2 separate regions of the Zea mays genome follow, and region 1 is linked to region 2. A link is a contact called in public Hi-C data. All regions are on one chromosome and are shown on one strand. The core of a region is the stretch at or near the end of the contact, and the rest is flanking DNA. Distances in the headings are between cores, read along the strand shown.

Region 1 (6,730 bases), core at 3,103-5,602, 190 kb before region 2:
TAAGTACGTATCTATATATGCATCTATTCATTTACCAATGTATATTATTTTTATCGACTGTATATATTTTTTATGTATTGTTTACGTGGAGTATATGTTTGCAATACGTTGCATTTATACGAATGGCTATGTGCATATGAAATTATTTATGCATAAGCATAGGTGGACATGTACACGGTGTGAGTGGTGGATTATTACCCCTTTTTTACAGATTAGGATAATGTTGGAAAAAGGGAAAATCAGAAACTGTATAATTTGGAGGAGAATATGAAGAAGAACTAATAATGCGTACCTGGTTTTCTGATAGAAGCACCAGTCTATGTATTTTTAACTTCTGAAGATTTCAAGCTATTGGTGAATGGCAAATCAGTGAGGAAGATTTCAGGATTGTGCCGTATAGGTTGAGGGGGATGTAAATAACGAAAAATAAATGGCATGTAAAGCATACCTGTTTTCTCCGGATAGAAACTGCAGACTATGCAATTAGATTCATGAAGATTCGAAGCAGTTAGTGACTGCAAAAATAGCAAGGAAGAATTTTGGTTTGTCAATAATTTCAAAAGTAATGTTGTGTGTATACGTAAATATTAATGATGGAGGAACATGAACAATTGTAGATAATGAATCTTTTTTATTTTTGGCACTGAACATGGTGTGTGTGTATCTGTGTACATAAATGGTATGAATGAACATCACGAGCTGCTTTGGATGGAGGATCTTATTTCACAATATAAATCAACCTAATATATACCTTGTGCTATGAATGTTAGATGCTTTCTGAGCTAACTTGGTGGCATTTGTAACATGGATGGTGAAGATACATTGGAGAATTATTTTCATTACGAAGCAATATAATGATTAGAATTGTTCTTCTCCAAAGGAACTGCCGAAAGACGCATACAGTTACAGAGGTATGCACAGTCCCTAAATTGGTAGGTTGGCATCGAAACAAATGGCTAGCGGATGAAGTTTCTTTTTCTTTTTTTTACATTGAACATGTTGTCTGTGTATCTATATGCATAAATAAATGGGTATGAAGGAAAACATGTAGTGCTCTAGATGGAGTCTGTTTCACAATGGTTGGCATTGAAACAAATATTCAGGTAACTTATATTGCTACCCTAGTACGAAGGACATACATTTCGAAGAATCCCGCATCTGCACGTCGATGAATTGGAGTGGGATTGTGGTGGGGGAAGCAAGAGGCTAGATGAAATCGTAACGGCGAGGGACACAGGTAGAAAGGTATTCATACCTCAGTGAATCGGCGTGACGATGAGGATTGGCTGCCCCGACAAGGAGACCAGACGGACAACTTGACGTAGGACTCGTGGGAGTCGATGGCGCACCATGCAGAAGTAGTCGACTGATGGCGCGCTCACTGAGGGAGACGACGATGATGACGACTCTCTCTCTTTTCCCCCTCACAACAGCGTGCGCACTCAACGGAGATTGGGGGCGAGGAGGACACCTCTTCGTGACTGTACCCCCACCTTTCTGCCTTATTGGCCGCCGTAGCTGGAAGTCTCCAGCGATCTCCACTGTAACCTCCCTTCTGGTTTGGCCAGAGCCTCTGCTGGTCGTATATCTTAAATCGAACGGCGGACAACATTTGGTGATACGTGGACACGCTGGTGTTGCTCCTTTGCTCCCCGCTCTATTATATAAGAATTTGCATTGGCTAGAACCTCTGCTGGTCGTATATCTTGAATCGAACGGCGGACAACATTTGGAGATACGTGGACACGTTGGCGTTGCTCCTTTGCTCCCTATATATGTGTACAAAATTGTATTATATAGAATATATAAAAATGCTTATTTTCCAAATATTCTCCATGATATCATTTAGGAAAGTCAGCTATATACATAATCAGTGTACATCTTTTTTCTACTTGTTACATATACTGTAACACTCTGATAATATATTAATATATGTAATCAAAACCTGCTACTTATATTCGTTTCTGACAGGGTACTGGGCTTTCAAGCACGCCCTTGCTCTACCATATAATGACAATTTAATTATGCTTTAATTAAACTTGACCAATTTTGTGTCAATAATTTTGTATCTGTAGGTGCTAGCCGCGGCGGCCTACCTCCTCCTCATCTCCCTCAAGTTCCGCCGCGTGCTGGACCTGGCGGCCACCGACCTCGCGGACGACCCTGCCGTCGCCGCCTTCTCCTCTCCGTCCTCCGCCGACCACCTGCCCCCGCCTGGGTCCGCTTCCGCCACCTCCTCCTCCTCGGCCCTGTTCCCGGTCTGCCCCTTCTGGCACCGCTACGACCGTGTGTCCCTCCCCGACCTCGCGTCCCGCAACCGCTCTGCACTCGACCGCATGGCCGACGACGCCTGGCGCTCGGCCTCACCGCCTGGGAGGACGCCGCTGCCTTCGCGAGGGACCCCTGGGCGCTGCTCCTCCAGGCTCCAGCTTCTCTGCCTCCACTTTAGACGCCGCCTCCTCCATGGTGCCTGCTGCAGGGAATTGCGGAGGCCGCAGCGTTGGTGCCGAGGAATCACGGAAGCCTCGGTGTTGGCGATGACGCGTTGTGAGAGCAAGGGAGCAGATTTCTAGCAACGCGACCTTGGGAACTGCCAACGGATGCTTCGGGAAATGGCTAGTCAAGGAGAGGCTATCTTGTATGCTGTATGCGAAGTGCGTTTGATAGCCGTTGGTATAGGATCCGGTGGCTGAGAATAAAAACGGTGACGTGGACAAACAGCGTAGCTCGTTTGCGTCACGGTTTGTATAGTAGTAACTAGTAACTGGCGCGCGCTACGCGCGCGTAGAATAATCGAAATATAACTGGTAAACATTTAGTGATGTAAGTGCTAAACTGCTAATATAGCAAGCTACGATCTTTCACATTTTTGGTCTAGCCTTACTAATCTTTGGTCAAGCCTTACTAATCTGACTTTATAGCAATGGGTTACAGTGGTACAGCAGAAGGCATGATCATCAATTAGTCTCTACTTCAGAACTCAAGAAAAAGAAGTCTACATAGAAAATAACCTTTCCTACTTCGTTTTCTTGCAACAAAGCAAGCAATTGGAGCCTCTTAAGGAAAGGCAAAGGAGAAAGTGGATCTGCATGGAGCAGCACCTCTGCTTGGGCTTGGGTTCTTGGCATGCCACATCCCTGCTCCCAAATCAAGAGCTGCTTTTGTTTGTCTTGTATTTCCTCAGATGCATTAAGCTTGTAGAATACAACACACATATCACTGAGATCACTGAGGGCAGACAAGGTTGGACTGGAAGTGAAGCACGAGAGAAGAAACATTCCTGCTCGAGCACACTACGGACAGTGCGCTCGCTTTGCCTTCATAGCTGGAGGGTATTGGAGGTCAACTTTGCAATCGACCTTTACAGCTTTGCGCACATGTTCAGTTCAATTCAGTGTTGCACCACGAGGGTAACAATGGAGGCATGCAGTGGTCAGTGGAGACGTACACTCAAATGAAAGTTTTGCCAGATCTATGAAGTTCTATCAAGTTTGCAGGCAGTTTCGCGCACCAGCAGCGTTGTGCCGGGGGTTGTCGTCGCGGGCGCGAGTGGCCTCAGGCGACGGGAGCTCGCCCAGACGTTAGGAGGAAAAAAGGAGGTCGACCGCGAGGCACGCAAGGAGGCGGTGGAGGCGTGCGACGATGGTGTTGCAGGCGTCGAGGAGCGTGATGCCGGCGTCATGTTGGACGGCGAAGACATAGCCATCACCGGAACCGGCGAGCTCTCCCCTCTCCCTCGGCGCAGGGGCAGCAAGCCCTGGAGGTGCGCGACCAGCGCCATGGCAAAATAGTGAGCCTCCCCCTTCCGCTGCGAGCTCGGCTAGGTTTGGAGTGGTGCTGCTGCTTATGGCCGAGGATCTAGATTGGGATAGTGGGGCTTGCGATGACATCTGCTGTGATGAGGAGAGGGAGGATGCAGAGGCCGGGCGGTGACGGTTGCGTCGGCGGTGTTGTGGAGAGGGAGAGAAAACCTGTGCATTGTAGGAAGGTTCAGGAAACTGTCTTTTTGTCCCTTCGAATTCGATCAGCCGTCAAAACCAAATCCTACGGTGTATTTTATTTTTGCTTACGTGGACAGGCTGAGAAGTGGCCGCTTTGTATATATAGAATTGGCGGGCGCTTGGATCTCGGGGGGCAATGTCGCCGGTGCAGCACGTAGACGTAGCACCATGAGCACATGCACATGGCCGGTGGGGAGGCGAGATGGGACCTTTCGCGGCGGCTCTGGTGTGGTGGGTACTGAGTGAGCGAGTAGTGAAGTGAGCGCCTGGGCGGGACTAGAACGGCCCAGCGGTGGCGGACTGCCCAGGTGAAGTGCACGGGCCGCGGGAGACTCTCGGAGGCCGGGGGGGAGCCACGGGCCCGCAGCAGGCAGAGACATCACTGTCGGCTTTCGCTTCATATAGGTGGGCTAACGGGCCTGCTTAATCTGTTTATGCTAAACCAAGTGGGCCAGATGCTGGTCCAGTGCCGCTACTAGTTTTTCGTTGTAGCAGGAACCGTGATGCCCGTTGTAATGTAAACCAGGTCCCTGTCAAAAAAAAGAGAAAAGATTCTACGGTTCTCCCTCGAGTAAAACCTGCGGTCAAGCTCAAATGGAACACCCGTCGAGAACACCACTACCACCAGGCATCAGATGCTCTGCTTGTGCCATGCCCTCCTTCCTCTCTTTTTCCCGGCCTCCCTCGCTTGCTCTTGTCAGCGTTTACGGCGCGCTCTATTCCCCGTAGCCGCATGCGTGGTCCAAGATGTCAAATCTGGTAGCTTGTGAGGTCACGTGACGACGGAGGCAGAGACAAAGGGGCTGTTTGGTTCAGCTTTTTTCTGACCAGCTTTTCTGAAAATCTAGCTGTGGGGAGAATCTGACTGTGGAGAAAATCTGAGTATCATTACGATTACGTGTGGAGGAAGATAAAGTTGTTCATAGAGCTCAGGATCTAGAAAGTGACGGATTCCTACTATTACAATGACTCAACCGATTATGTGTTTATGTTGATTTTAAATGGTTTTTGCCCCAACAAATTTTATAGAAGCTGGCTGAAAAGCTGAGCGTTTGGCAGTCCGCAGCAGCTTTTGGTGGCCAGAAGCTGCCAGAAGCCGAAACAAACAGGGCCAAAGCCATCCCTTCGTTACCCCCAAAGAGCAACCTCGTATCGGCAAAATTTGGGCGGCGTGCGCTTGGTTAGCGGGCCAACCGTAGCGGCAAAATTTGTTGAAGTAGCCTAGGAGGCTGTGGTTGGACGATTCGCTACGCACGCGCGTGGCGGTTCAAAGTATGAATTATTCTCTATCTCTATCTCTACTAATTATTAAGTCTACAATGTAGACCGCTCCCGCCTCAACATCCACGCCGCGAATCCCGCTCACGCCAGCCCGCACGCGGATCCAGCGCCCCTCCCCGTGGATCGCCCGCCCGCACGCGGATCCAGCGCCCCCCCCCCTCCGCCCCACGACGGCTCCCGTGCACGCGGAGCACGTCATGCCGGTTACGCGCACCTGCACCCGCCGCATGCCGGCCTCCGCCCGGTCCCCCTCCGCCTCCGGCCCCACCCCGGCCTCCTCGTCGTAGGATCCCAGCAGCGCGACCTCCTCCATCTCGTCGTCGGCGCCGCCGGTGAGCGCCATGAGCTGGAGGTGGGCCATGGCCGTCGGCGACGGGTAGGCGGGGGAAATGCTCGTGAGGGGAGCGGAAATTGTGGGGACGGGAGGTGGGACGCGCAATGACGGAAGGGAGACCGGAGACGGCTGCTGAGGGGTTGTTTGAATACGATCGTTGGATCCGGAGGGGGTTTCTGCAAATACTGCAGTAGACTGCCCCCGCCTCAACATCCACGCCGCGAATCCCGCTCACACCAGCCCGCACGCGATTCACCGCCCGCCCGCACGTGGATCCAGCCCCCCCCCCCCCCGCGATTCACCGCCCGCCCGGCTTCGTGCCCTTCCCCCGCTACTGCGACCGCGAGGAGGAGGAGGAGAAGCGACAGTGGTCGTCGGTGGCTGTCAGCGACGACGACGACCGCGAACGCCGCCGCTACAGGCACCGGCACCGCCGCCTGCGCAGCGACGACGACGACCGCCTGCCGATCCAGCCCGCTCCCAAGGTGAGTAGAATGCGGGGAGAGTTCTTGTGCGCGCGTTTGCCGAAGCTGACACTCCCGAAGACGTCGCTTGTCTTCTTCTACTCAAACGGACAAAGTAGCTACGGCTACTACAAGAGTCCTTTGTTTTTCCCCAAAGTAGCTACAGCTACTACAGCTACTCCTCTCGTCCTCCTTCCAGCCGAAAGAGTCATTTGTTCTTGTGCGAGCGGGCATCAAGGATTGCGTTGCGGTCCTTGAAGGGCCACTCGAGCGTGCAGATTTGCTTTCCGGTGGTGGCCTCCTTCGCTGCCGTGGGGTTCTTCGCAGGCAGCGATGGCGAGTGGAGGTGGGACTCCTTCGGCTGGAAGGAGGACGGGAGGATTGGGTCGGAGGATGTGAGGGAGTTATGACTGAAGCGGAGAACAATAGCCAAGCCAAGAGCATTTCTTTCCTCTATAGCTGATACACCAAGATTTGGATCGTCTAAGCCCTATAAGAAAACAAAACTGCAGATTTTAGAATCAAGCACCTGAGGTTTAGACCATGATATTAATGCGTTCTCCGGTTAAAAAGCCATCTAAACTTAGTGAAAGTCGTAATTCATTGAGGTTTAGTCATGGGCAAATTTTTTATTGACATTTAGAATCAAG
Region 2 (7,165 bases), core at 1,802-4,301:
TACACTCACGCAGGATACAAAGGAACCACGGATTGTGGGCAGTCCAGCCTCTTACCGGCGAGGGAGTGGTATGCAAGTATCTGAGCGTGACTATCTACACAAGGCTCCCCATCTTCCATCAGCCAACCTCCGTTCTTAGGATTGGGAGGTGTAAACTCTATGTTCCAGAAGGGCCTTGCCATGAGCATGAGGTCTCGGCCGGTTTGAGACGCTTTGTAGCCCTGAACCCATACGTACCTCAGGGAAGGCATATGTAGTATTGCAAGGGCCAGTGCTCGCTCGCTGAAGCAGCAACTCCTGAGTTCAAGCTTTCGCAGGTTTACGCAACCCAATGCGAAGCTGATCAATCCATCATCAGTTTCCCCAACATTACCGAGAAGCATGTACTGGATGTTTCCGCTGCACTGTCCAATGTAGCCGAGACCTGCATCTGAGAGCCCTCCTGGTCTCAAGTACAGAGCAAACCTCCGAAGCTTGGTGCAGCCCCTCAACAAAGCTCGGACACCATTGTCCAGTGGCAAGTCTGTTATCCTCTCTTCTCTATCAAGTAGAACAAGCCGGAAGTCGTATAGTTTTTTGCAGAATGTCCCGATAGATTCCAAGGCCCCATTGGTTATATCAGACACATAGGCAGCTATATATTCCAGCTCACGGCAACCTACGGCTATAGCCGTCAAGCCCACTTGAGAGACCCCTCCCTGCTCTTCTTGCACACCTCCTTCATCATCTCCTCGCTCTATTCTGAGCCTTTGGAGCTTCTTGCACGTATCCGCAACAACTCCTAATCCTCTATCTCCAATCACATTCCTCACCTATCGGAAAAAATATACTGTCAATTACCATGAAAAGATTGCCAATTCAGTATCTTCATAATTTACATGAGCAGGAGATGATACCGCGAGAACTAGTAAGTTCGGGCATTTTGCAATGAGCTGGCAATGGTCCTCAGTGGTGAGGAAAGTGTATTGCAAATCCAGCTTCTTTAGTATTGCAGAAAAAGGGAACATAATGGGCATTTCATTTGTTCCCATGTAAGTAAGTCCCAAGGAGCATAGTCTTGATGGAAATTTAACATTCACATACTTGCTGAGTTCCCCTTGCTCATTGAATGTCCCTCCAGCAAATTCTTCCAGTGCTGTGGCAAATTGGAAGAACTCTATCAAATCTGAAAGATCGCAGTCACTAATCTTCAATGAAATCAGTGACTTGCAGCTCTTTGCAAGAAGCTTTAGGTCAGCTGGCATCACTTCAAGCTCAGTCATGTGGAAATTCAATGTTGTCAGAACAGGACAGCAGACTGCGAGATCGTGGATCCATTCACTGCCCTTATCATCAATTTGACATTCTTCCAAAAATAAAGTCCTCAGTGATCTGATGAAATTTAGCACCACAAGTTAGTGTAATGATTTCATCACAATATTAGCAGCTATAAGGATACCAAATGGGAAAATCAAATAACAAAAGGATGCACTACAGCCTACAGGCAACTAAATGTAACCCCATTTTAGCAATCAACAAATAACAATCCCTGTCCTGACACCTAAAATCTGCATGTCAAGGGGGTGATCAGGAAACGCAAAAGCTCCTAGCAGAATACAGAAAAACGATAGACATATGCCATGTTTACATGTTGCTTGGGAATTTTGTTAGAATTTTAGAACTAGGAGAATCACAGAAGTTCAACTCAACTAGTCGATAGTATCCTTGTTTTAATTGGAATTGCATTAAATATTGCCAACAATCCATGCTACACGTAAATTTGGGGCCATTTAAAGACTCCTTTTCTGGTAGATCCATCCAAAGACAAAACACAGCCTAATCTTCAATAGCTCCCTTATTTGATTCCCTGCTCTCAGTGGTTTGCTCGATGACTCAACTTTTCTTTATAATATAATATATATCGAGTAAGGCATCGCATAATCAAATTATTGACAATCAACACCATCAATTAAACTTTCTTTTTTGGAGAAACCTGCAGCAGAAGCCACGAATTGTAATGATACAGGTTTGAAGATGCACTCCTACGACTTCTGCTTTGATCTTCTATGCTTAGGACTTAGGATTAGGAGTTAGGATGTGTAATCATTTGAGAGCAGCCAACCCAATTTTGTGCGCCAGATCTCAAGCCTGCTTTTCGGTAATAACTTTCCCCAAGGTACCACAAGTTTCTACTTGCAGAAAGTGACGCTCGGTTGGGTGCTATACTGCTATGGCTAAACCGTTACGGGGAATCAACGACTAAACAGTACCCCTTCTCCTTGCCACCATTCCCAGTAACCCCAATTCGATCTTACTTGCTCCACACCCAGATCGGAGCTAAAAAAGAGCAAGAGAATCGAGGAGTACGAGTACCTGCAGGAGCGGGCAACGAGGCGGAGTCCATGAGTGGAGAAGCCGGTGCACTTATCGAGCTTCAGCTCCTGCAGCATGTGCCCCCTGGCACGGACGAGCTCGGCGAGGTCGTCGTCTGTGACGACCATGCGTCGGAGGTGGAGCGCCTTGAGGCACTCGAGCGGCGCGGCGAGCTCGGTGATCCACGGGCGGGCGTAGGCGCCCCAGTCGTCGGGTATGAGCCCGTACATGGCCGCGCGGGGCTTCCCCTTCACCGCGAGCGACTCGAGCCGCGGGAACCGCGCGAGCAGGCGTGCCGGGGAAACGGCGTAGCAGAAGGGCACCGTCACGTGCTTCCGCGAGAGCGCGTCGACGCGGTGCCACCGGTGACACACCAGCGACGCGGCCTCCCGGTCGCGCGGGTCCTCGACGAACCCCATCACGAGTTGCAGCATCTCCTCGGGAACCCAGCCGCCGTCACCGCCGCCGATGCTCAGCGCCCGGGTCAGCCGCCGCGGCTCCGGCGCCTCCCCACCCATCGATCCCGATCGGACTGCGGACGGATCAGGCTAGCTCGCAGGCTCCGCTAGCTTTCTACCGCAGCAGCTCCACGTCGGCTCGACAACGATCTGCTCCAGCGAGGGGCGGAGACATGGGATTCCCTCCTCTGCTCCCACTCGCCCTGATTCGGTAGTGCTTGAAGCTGCAGCAAGCAGGGGTGGAGAGAATTATTGGAGGGAGAAGAGAGAGTGGAGAGGAGGACCAGGTGGGGTGGGGATTGGGGAAGCGGCGTTTACTTCAGCGCGATCCAGCTGAGGATGCCAAGCCACGTCGGCAGGGGACCGGGGTGGGGAATTTGCTCGGCGCACACGGACGCACGGCACGGACACACACTCTGTCGCCGGCGGTCTGGTGTCTAGTGTCCTGGCTCGAGTTGGACTGGCTTGGTGGAAACAATTACATAATACTGTACTACAGTTTATTTACTATAATAGTTTTTCTCTAAAAGCTATTTTTAGCTAACTTCACAGTAAACTAAAAATACTAGCTCTTTCTTTTTTTTTCTTTGCTACAATTTTCAAAAGAAAATGTTTTACCAATGTTTAATAAATAAATTTGACTCTATTGATAAAGCTGTTTTTAAAGACAAAACCAACAAAATCTAATTCATCAATGAAGCAGAACCACGGATCCGGATGCTAAGAGCAGTTGTACCATGTGAGCGTTAGATGAAGGCTATCATTGAGCCTGTTCAGTTGTGTTTATTTCTAATTACCTACTGTTGTATGCACAATGTTCCATGAAACGGCTTTTAGTCAGAACCGTTGTACTGCCATGCTGTAGAATTCAAGCGAACGGGATGATTCGGCTTGTACTTTTGAGCTACTTTAGTCATTCATAATGGTGTGTCAACATGCTATCATAAGATGATGGTGTTGGGACCCATCTTACACCAAACGCCGGAAAAAACGGTGTTCTCTGCAAGAGCGCGGATAGTCTGCGGCCCTGCACTGGACAGTCCACGACATCGCTGCAGGAGCAGCTTCTCCCTATATGCGTGTCGAACGCACCACGCCTGAGGTTTTTGAACGGTTCATGCGTGCGTAAAGAGTCTTTTTGTTGAATTATTAGATATTTTTCAGATTAAATTCTGAATATAAATCATGACCAAATCAAAAGAACTGAAGTATAAAATCAAATCAAATGATGCGTACTGATCAGACATACTGGTAAATAACGCGGGCCGGAAGCAGCAGGGTCGACGACGTCGAAGCAGCGGGGCCGATGACGTCGAAGCAGCAGGGTTCGACGACAAGATCGCGAGCAGTCGCGTAAGGACGCTTCCCAAAAACCTTATTCGCCCTCTCCCGGTGCAGGATCTCGAAGGCGAAGGGTTCCGGAGACCTGCCCTCCCGAGCGCAGATGCACGTCGGCGGTCGGGATGAAGAGAACTACGATGGCGGCGCAGTTGTGAGTAGAGGCGAAAATTAGGATGAGTTTGATGTTGGCTGCCAGGCGCCTTATATAGGGCCGAGTCCGCGAACCGATAACTATCTGTGATCCGATCTGCATGCGAACAGCCAAGCAACCAAAAAATAAAATGGCAAAAGGAAGTCGCGCCCCCGCAAGGCGAGGGGCCGGATTTCGACGGACCATTCACGAGCATGTCGTGCCCCCGCGCCCCGCCCCGCCCCGGCCTGGCCAGGCGATCGAGCGCACGTGTGGTTCTCCACACTCTCTCCTCTCATTCATGACTTGGTGAGTGAGTGTAGCCTCCATATTTAAACTAGTTTCACTCCACTTAGACTAGCAATATGGTACTAATTGTTCCACCATTTCCTAGCCATACCCATACATAGGCTTTTGAGATTTTTCTAGGATTTAATTGAATTTCTCAATTGGGCCTAGCCCATAAATCCAACAATCCCCCACCAGATCTCAAATGTTCACCTGCAGTTTTGCCACTGTTCAATAATGTTTAATATACTAGTGTTTCAGCAGAGACTGTTAAGTTGAACTTCCGCCTAGAACTCCAAGCTACACCAACCCACAACTTAGACAATGGACTATGCCTTGAATTGCAAGTTTTGTGTGAATGGTTTTCACTTAAAGCCATAACCAGTACCTGGCTACCAGTAGTCCCCTTCTCGGGTGGAGCATATACGTCGTACTCCAAGGTCTCTTCATGAGTTTACTAGAGATCACCCTGATTTCATATACTACGACGTTAGACAGTCTAACTCATATAGGTGTGTTCTTTCAAGAATGTTATGCAGGACAACATCTTCGCTAATAAAAGACAACAAAACACATTAAGGCACAAAGCCAACCTGCCTTACAACATTTGAGAGTATTGCATCTTTACTTAGAGAGGGTCAAAGGTTACTCTCCTAAATTCACCAATGGATTGTTCTTCCCAGGACCTAATTCACGGGATCTCCAATCACATAGACTGGGTTTCCACCATGGAAACTTATACAGGTCTCATACTCATCTCTCTCGATGCGATTTCTATCACATTACCTGGTAGTCCCTTTGTATACAATGAGAATATAGTTGATCTCCCTATTTTATGTGCCATATATTCATCATAACAAGAGCATACCTATAAGTAAGAGTGATTAGTTAAAATGGTACTAAAATGGAATATGCATCATGTTGATGTCTTATTTTGTGTGCATTTTGTGAAAATATAAAATAATGTAAAAAGAAATATATTAAAGTCCAAAGTGGAATTTAAAATCTAAAAAGGAATTCTAGAATTTAAGAAAAGAGAAGCACTAATAATCACCAAATGAATATTAAATAGGTAAATTACCCCTACCATGTGTAAGAGGAACATTTTATGAGAAAACAAATGTGCTAAGAAGTTTAAACTTGAATGGGAATTTAAATTATGAAGTTGAAAATTAAAAAGAAAAGAAAAGGAAAAGCAAAATATAAAAGAAAAGGGGGAAGCGCTTGAATGGGCTAGAACCTCGCTTTTGGCCCACCCATAGAAACGCACTGCGCGACCCATTGTGCCTGCACTCTCGCGCGCGCCGCTCGCATGACAGACGGGGTCCACATGTCAGACTCCTTACCCGCGCGCGCTACTACCGCAGGCACTGACCCACAGGGCCCACTGGACAGCCGTTCGTCCGTGCCCGGGCGACCAAATCGTTACGCTGCGCTGTGGGACCTGCTGGTCAGCAGTAACTCCACCTCCGCGCGCATGGCGGACCTCACCTAACCCACGTGTGCATGCCGGCGCGACCGAGAACCCCGGAGCTCCGCTGTTGACTACCATTCGTGGGTGCCGACCATTGCGGAACTCGGGGACGATATAAACCCGCGCCCCCGTCGTCCATAGGCGGTTTCGCCTAATACCAAGAATCGGAGCGGGGGAAGAAATTGAGCCGCCGCGCGATTCGTCGTTCACAAGGTCGATTGGCGACTCTGATAGTGTGCGGGCAGTGCGGGGTAGAAGTGGGTAGCTCGTCGAGGAAGCCGCGGACACAGGGGTGCCAGATTCGACGGGAATTTCTCACCGGAGGTCCACGGACGCGCAACCACGTGGCAGGCCGCTAACGTCTCAAATCCGAGGTAAAAATCACCTTCCTGCTCTTTGTCCTACTCTCCTCTACATGTAGCAACGTATTTGAGTTTAGGGGCCTGGATGCCTGGATTGAGGGCGCCGGCCATGGCGCCGCCGTAGGAAAGGGCGCGGGGCCGCCGGTGTTGGCCGTGAGAGAGCTAGGAGAGAGAGTTAGATCTGGGCAGCGATCGGGCACCATCCGATCCCAAATTAGCGTCTCAGATCAAAACCTAGAATACCGATTCGTGTATTGGAGGCCGACCGTCAGATCCGAATATACGCACAAGAGTAGATCGGAGAATTTAAAATTGTGACCGCGGATCCTAGAATCAACAGTGTATGGTGTGTGCGGTTCAGGCTAGAGGATGGATCTAATCTAAGGCGCTTATCCCCGATCCAACGACCGGAATAGCTCCATAACGTTTCGCGATGGCTAGTTCACAAAAGAGCCCCTGTATAATACAGTTATCAACCCGCCGTCCACCACGACAGTGCTCTGAGTCTTGGAATATTTTATGCAGGGACCCCTACGCTTCATAGTTTTTGGGGCGCAATCCAGGGAAGGGAAAAATAAGGAAAATGAATTAGAAAATGAGTTTTTAATATAAAAACAATTCCTATAACTTGTATAAATCATAGAAAATTCATATGAACTTCAAATTGATCCATTCCAGTTTCTAAAATTTTGTAATATTATTGTTTATCACCTAGAGTCTTTGTTTTGACATGAAAACAGTAGTAAAATTAATTTCTCAC

Evidence for each region. A called contact is a pair of places that touch in the nucleus more often than the background predicts.
Region 1: a Hi-C map of leaf shows a contact between it and region 2, with 4 times the contacts expected there. The contact joins the enhancer-like site here to the promoter of LOC100284059 in region 2. A contact is called at or near these places in 6 of 25 Hi-C or Micro-C datasets (bundle sheath, ear, endosperm and 1 more).

Annotation. Positions count from the first base shown.
Region 1 is chr8:98,851,798-98,858,527 of Zm-B73-REFERENCE-NAM-5.0, reverse strand. No RefSeq gene overlaps it. Among protein-coding and RNA genes, the nearest start is that of LOC103637126, 54 kb to the right of the region's middle. Within about 2 kb of position 4,352, at least 20 of the 20 cell types and tissues checked have an H3K27ac peak or open chromatin away from gene starts, as enhancers often do. A contact at or near this core is called in bundle sheath, ear, endosperm and 1 more, where this site is marked.
Region 2 is chr8:98,659,254-98,666,418 of Zm-B73-REFERENCE-NAM-5.0, reverse strand. LOC100284059 (coronatine-insensitive protein 1) reads right to left here and starts at 3,051. Exons shown (of 3, transcript NM_001156957.1): 1 at 2,353-3,051; 2 at 897-1,371; 3 at 1-812. The coding sequence starts at 2,870. The coding sequence ends at 6.